Linked DNA regions of Muntiacus reevesi: region 1 is linked to region 2. A link is a contact called in public Hi-C data. All regions are on one chromosome and are shown on one strand. Each heading gives the region's core, a stretch centred on a gene start, on an enhancer-like site or on the middle of the called end of the contact. The rest is flanking DNA. Distances are from core to core; before and after follow the strand shown. Region 1 holds the start of COQ7 (coenzyme Q7, hydroxylase). Region 2 holds the start of RPS15A (ribosomal protein S15a).

Region 1 (3,197 bases), core at 494-2,993, 460 kb after region 2:
TTATTTTCTTGGGCTCCAAAATCACTGCAGATGGTGACTGCAGCCCTGAAATAAAAAGACACTTGCTCCTTGGAAGGAAAGCTATGACCAACCTAGATAACATATTAAAAAGCAGAGCAGTTATTCTGCCAACAAAGGTCTGTCTAGTCCAAGCTATGGTTTTTCCAGTGGTCATGTGAGAGTTGGACTATAAAGAATGCAGAGCACGGAAGAATCAATGCTTTTGAACTGTGGTGTTGGAGAAGACCCTTGAGAGTCTCTTGGATTTCAAGGAGATCCAACCAGTCAATCCTAAAGGAAATCAGTCCTGAATATTCACCGGAAGGACAGATGCTGAAGCTGAAACTCCAATTCTTTGGCAATGTGATGTGAAGAACTGACTCACTGGAAAAGACCCTGACGCTAGGAAAGACTGAAGGCAGGAGGACAAGGGGAAGACAGAGGATGAGATGGTTGGATGGCATCACTGACTCAACGGACATGAGTCTGAGCAAGCTCCCAGAGTTGGTGATGGACAGGGGAAGCCTGGTGTGCAGCAGTCCATGGGGTTGCAAAGAGTCACACACAGGACTGAGCAACTTAACTGATTCTCTTCCAACTCTTTTGATTTTATCAAGGAAACTGTCTCAGTTTACAGCTGGCGTATCTTAAAATCTTCCTAACACTTGTTAATTTTCCTTTCTTACGAGAAAAAAGATGGTCTTGAGTTCAAACCTTGGTAGCCAAGAGTATCTAATACAATAACTTGTTTTCAGCGTACTTTTATGATTTTCTTTTTGGGACAAGAGATACTGGTTTTCCTTTTACCTAGGGATCTAGATTCCAATGTTCTAACTTAAAAAAGGAATACGGTTTAGGGATATTAAAAAAAAAAAAAAACTCTAGTAATATCAGTGGTATTGTTATAAAGCAAAAATCCTGACGGTGGTACACGAATGGTTTAACTTTGAGAAAATGACCTCACAATTTTCTGAGGCAGCTCGGATAAATGAGGAAAAGACGAGTCAGAATCTAAGCCCAATCCTCCCTACTCCAATTCGATGCTCCTTCCAACATTCCGGTGCTTCTCTAACTTGCAAATGCACACGAGTCATTCCAAGGGCTTGTTAAGATCCGGTAGGTTAGGAGAGCGATCTGAGAATCTGCGTTTCTAACAAGCTCCGGAGTGGGGCGGGCGTATGGGAGGAAGCCCACGCTGCCGGTCGTAGGGCCACCTACAAGGCCATAAGCGAAAGCTACAAGGACCACCCACTCCCTCACCAGTACACTAAACTTTCAAGACTGCCAACTCTCCTCAGTCCGGAACCCCTACCACACCTGCCGTGACGTCACAGAACAGGCGTGAAATTACGTCATTGCCCGCAATGCGCGGACGCCCAATGGGCTCGCCAGAACGTCACAGCGGAAAACCCACCCCCTTTCGGTCCGGCGGGGCCCGCGGCCGATTACACGCCTCGCGCCGCTTTTCCAGCCGCGCAGTCGCCCTCCGTCGCAGCCCTGTGACGTGTGAACGTCTACCCGCCCCGTGACCTCTCCGACCTAAGCCTAAGGAGAAAATTCCCGGGCTCCTCAGTCCCACGCGCGATCGCGTTCAGGCCTCCCCTTTACCTGAGAGGGGCTGCAGGGCGCCTGTGCGCAGGCGCCACAGGCAGCTAGCCGCCGCCGCCCGCACACAACTCATTGCCGCGGAAGCAGCACTACTACTCTTTGAACGGAGCGGGCCAACCGTGTCCTTGGCGCAGACTTGATGACGCACGGCTGACGTAAGGCAGATGCGGCTGCCTCGCGCACTGGTGGAAACGCCCCTAGTCCCAAGCTTCCACCCGATTGGTTGGAAGTGTCAAATGAAAAGACTCTAGTGGATGCAGTCGCTATCAATCACTACGTAAAGAGTTGCCATGGAGATGAGAATGCTAACTGGCTCTTTCAAAAATCCAAACAGGTGAAAGATTACTCACTTCAATTCCTGAGGAAAAGGACCATGAGGGAATTGTTTACCGGCAAAGCCACTGTATTTTGTGCTTTGCCAATACAGGAAATTTCTATCTGTAGGCTCTTTAAAATAGTAGAAATTACAGTCTGAAATTCAATTCACCACGTGCAAATAGTGTTGACTCTAGGTACTGGGGTTGACAAACTAAATTTCCTCCTACTCCTTTTCTCTATTTTTAGATTTTCTACAAAGAACATTTATTATTGCTATCCTTATTTCCCCTTTACTGTTAGAGCTTGTGTTAGTACCTCAGTCGTGCGGGACGCTTTGTGACCCCCATGGGCTGTAGTGTGCCAGACTCCTCTCTCCATAGAATTCTCCAGGCGAGAATAGTGGAGTGGGTAGGGATTCACTTCTCCAGGGGATCTTCCCCACCCAGGGATCCAATTTGAGTCTCCTGCACTGCAGGCAGATTCTTTACCATCGGAGTCCCCAGGAAATTGGTGCAAACTGTTTCTTGAGGGGAAGGTTGAATGAGTAGATTTAGCAACATATTTCATACTTTTGAGTCTGTATCCTGTCTGTCAGGGTAGACTCATTAATTGTAATAAATCACTGGTCGGGAGGCTGTGCATGTGTGGAGGCATGTTTAATAATGGTAACTCTAGAGTTGAAATTGTGAGGTGACTTTCATTTTCTACTTTACATTCTTGGATTATATATCTTTTATCCATCACTATAAAATATTTAAGATAGACTGCTATTGTAGAATAATGTTGCTAATTGTTTTAAAATTTAACGCACTTTTTTGCTGAAAGTTTTACTTTCCTTTCAGGTTGGAAGGACTCATTAACACAAGAAACCACATGGTATTACATACATAAACAATTTCACATTTTTATGGAAGATTGACAGTTTCAACATACAATAATTAAAAGAAGAGAAATAGAAACAATAGAGAGAATTAACAACACATACACCACCAAATTGGGCCAACCTACATCTAGACTTGAACAGGCTGGAAGTCCCTTGTTAACAGCAATCTGGAGTCCCTACTGGGAAAGGGTCCTGGGCTGTACACCCACCCCAAGGGTGAGACTTCATATTGCAGTTTCAGGGGCTCTTGCTTATAATCCTAGACTGCAGACTGGTATCATTAATAGTTTGCATGCAGAAATGCAGCTCTGTTTTTACTTTCACCTTTTTACAATGTTTCACCTTGTGAGCCATAGGATTTTGTTAGACCCTGAGGGGTTGGCCAGAC
Region 2 (3,135 bases), core at 232-2,731:
CCAAACACCTAGCAGAGCAACAGTCACAAACCTCCTTCTTTCAACAGTCCTGTCCTACTCAGCATTTCTTAAACAGCATCACTTCTCCAGGACTACCCTGTCCACAGCCCAAGTCAACTGCATTAGTTACCACATCTGACTGCCACCTTGCTCCCCATTTTCCCTCTCCAGACCTCTCTCCTCAGTTAATTTCTCCAAGCCCCATTCCACAGCATGTTTATCTCAAAACATAAAACAGCAACTTACCATGCTTCATCATCACTGTTAGAAACCTGACGATGACCTTGGAGCACGGCCGAATAAGCACCTGGCGTTTGCCTCTCTTTTCAGCGTTGTTGATACTCTTGAGAGCATCAGCCAGGACATTCATGCGCACCATTCTGGCTGTTCTCGGAAAACAAAACAGGCGTTTTACCGGCACCGTTTTACCATTAACAGGCACCCTATCATTTCCCTGCGAACACTTCCTTTCCTTTCTGCCTCAATCATGTGGAAGCGTCCCCATTTCTCAGCAGGCTGTTTCCCCAGTAACCCAAGAAGGATGTCAACTACTAAAACAAAAACACCAGTCGTGGTAGGTTATTCAAAATGAGAGTTGATAATCAAACTTGTGGAATTCAGCAGCATCTCTACTATTAACTCGGTCCCTTAAACCTACTCAGTCAGCCTTTTCCCAATAACCGAAAGAACTACTCAACTTTCACCTAACACCCAGAACTACTCTATTAACATAAAATGTCCGGCCCTGTGCCATCTAAAGCTATGCCCAACAGTAAGGGTACCAAAGTAATAAACTGAAACATTTCACATGCACTAGACTGGACTCTTACCTCAATGGGCACAAACTTCATCTAATAAACTTTTGAAAGTTAGGAACAGAGGCATGTCTCAAACCACAACAGTAGCGCTCCAACCTACTTCCTCCAGCTCCACAGTGTCTTCAGAGGAAACCAGATTCGCTCCCAGCAAACCGCCACCACAGGCAGGATGCAGTTTCCCCTCCTGAGGGTCCTCATCTCCCAAGCTCCCGGCGCAACCACAGTAACGGGAAGCTGCACGGCCCACCAACTCCGTGGCCCTCCAGTGCTTCTCGGAGCCAACAAGCTGCCTCAACCACTACCGGGAGGTACTGGCGCCGCCGAAAGATTCGGAGCTGCCACCCCTCCGGAACGGTCCAAAGCTCCCTGTTCCCAAGGGCTGCGGCCTGCGCCCCAGAGGCCGGGCTCTCCCGGAGGCAAAGCATGGAATAGCCGGGCATTACTCTCCCCTATGCCTGCCCAGACCCAAGCAAGGCTAGCATCTCCGGCCCAGGAGGCCTCCGACATCCTCGCAGGACACGGAGCGCGACTCCCACACCACAGGATGGCACCGATAACCGAGGGATGATGTTGGGTAGCTCAGAGAGAGATACTCACCGGCACGGAAAGATGGCGGAAAGAGGACGGGAGGGGCGAGCGCACGGAATTATGGGTTACGGGTCGGGCTATCGCGAGACTTTTAAAGCCCCGCCAAAAACAAATAAAGAAGGATTGCCTACTGGAAGGAGGCGGGTGAAGGGGCGGAGCCTCCTCCGGGGTAGGTAGTAGAGAATCGATGGAATCGAACATCCCCGGCGCGGCATGGGGGCAGTCACCTGGCAAGAGATGCGGAATTGGTAGTTTTAAACTCCTTTCTAGCAGCTAATTGGTAAAAACGAAAAACTGACGAGAGCCTAGATATTTACTAATTTTTATTGCAGTAACTGTTGACTATTTAGAATGAATTTTGATACGTGCGTATTTACACTATCTCTGCAAGGGATAATCGGCGGCAATTGCCTTTGGGAAGGGCGTTAGAAAGTGGGATGGGAGTCATGCTTTTCTCCCCATTTTTGTTGTTTAGTCGCTAAGTCGTATCCGACTGTTTGTGACCCTATGGACTGTAGCCGGTAAGGCTCCTGTGTTCAAAGGATTTCCCAGGCAAAGATGGGTAAGTTGCCATTTCTTTCTCCAGGGGATCGTCCCCATCCAGGAATCGAACACGGGTTTCGTGCGTTGGCGAATTCTTTACCACTGAGCGACCAGGGTAGAGCTTTCTCCTTATACAATTTCTTTTTGTCTTTTGAAATTTGTTTATACTTTTTCAAAAGAGTAAAAAATATTTTTCTTAATCGATGCTTCCTTTTTGACGCTCCCTAAATATTAGAAATTATTTTCTGGAGTTCCAGATTTTTCTTTCAAGTTTTGAAAGACACAGTTGCAAAGAAAGCCACAAATGTTTCGAAATAAAAGCTCGGCCTCTTCAAGGTTGTTGCAAGGGTCAGATGAGATAATGGTGACAAAGGGCTCGCAAAATGCCTGGCACGCATTAAATAAATGCTCAGTAGTTACTGCTTCGGGCTCGAGGTCCGGCTGCCTGGGAGTCAGTGAATTCTGGCGCCGCCCTCTCTGGAGCTGAGTGACCTCAGGCTAAGCTTCTGCCCAGGACTTAAGCTTCCTCACCGCTTTCACCCTTACCCTCCCTTCTTCAGTCAGTCAGTTCAGTCGCTCAGTCCTGTCCGACTCTTTGCGACCCCAGGAATCGCAGCACGCCAGGCCTCCCTATCCATCACAAACTCCCGGAGTTTACTCAAACTCATGCCCATCGATCGAGTCGGTGATGCCATCCAGCCACCTCATCCTCTGTCGTCCCCTTCTCCTCCTGCCCCCAATCCCTCCCAGCATCAGGGTCTTTTCCAATGAGTCAGCTCTTCGCATGAGGTGGCCAAAGTATTAGAGTTGCAGCTTCAGCATCAGTCCTTCCAATGAACACCCAGAACTTATCTCCTTCAGGAGGGACTGGTTGGATCTCCTGGCAGTCCAAGGAACCCTCCCTTCTTACCCTTCCCTTATTTTCCACCCCCTTCCCTGTGTTTCCCACGTGGCTGCCAGAATGATCATTTTAAAACTTGTCCGACCTTGGACTCTCCAAGGATTTCTGTCAGCCTCAGTAAAATCCAGATTCCTTACAAAAACTTACAAGGTCCCTCTTGTAACATCTGCCTCCTTGCAAAGGAACACCATCCTCCAGCGTTCTCCCTGGCTGGCTTTTCTTCACATATTCCAAGCACACTCTGCCTCAGGGCCTTTGCATTTGCTTTTCCCTTTAAATTGACTT

What was found. Hi-C and Micro-C count contacts between places; a contact is called where the count stands out from the background.
Region 1: a contact with region 2 is called in a Hi-C map of blood, with 4 times the contacts expected there. The contact joins the promoter of COQ7 here to the promoter of RPS15A in region 2. A contact is called at or near these places in 2 of 3 Hi-C or Micro-C datasets (blood and muscle).

What each region holds. Positions count from the first base shown.
Region 1 is chr2:195,625,075-195,628,271 of mMunRee1.1, forward strand. COQ7 (coenzyme Q7, hydroxylase) reads right to left here and starts at 1,744. Exons shown (of 6, transcript XM_065920306.1): 1 at 1,609-1,744. The coding sequence starts at 1,681.
Region 2 is chr2:195,166,897-195,170,031 of mMunRee1.1, forward strand. It overlaps RPS15A (ribosomal protein S15a), which reads right to left and starts at 1,482. Exons shown (of 5, transcript XM_065924411.1): 1 at 1,416-1,482; 2 at 247-384. The coding sequence starts at 379.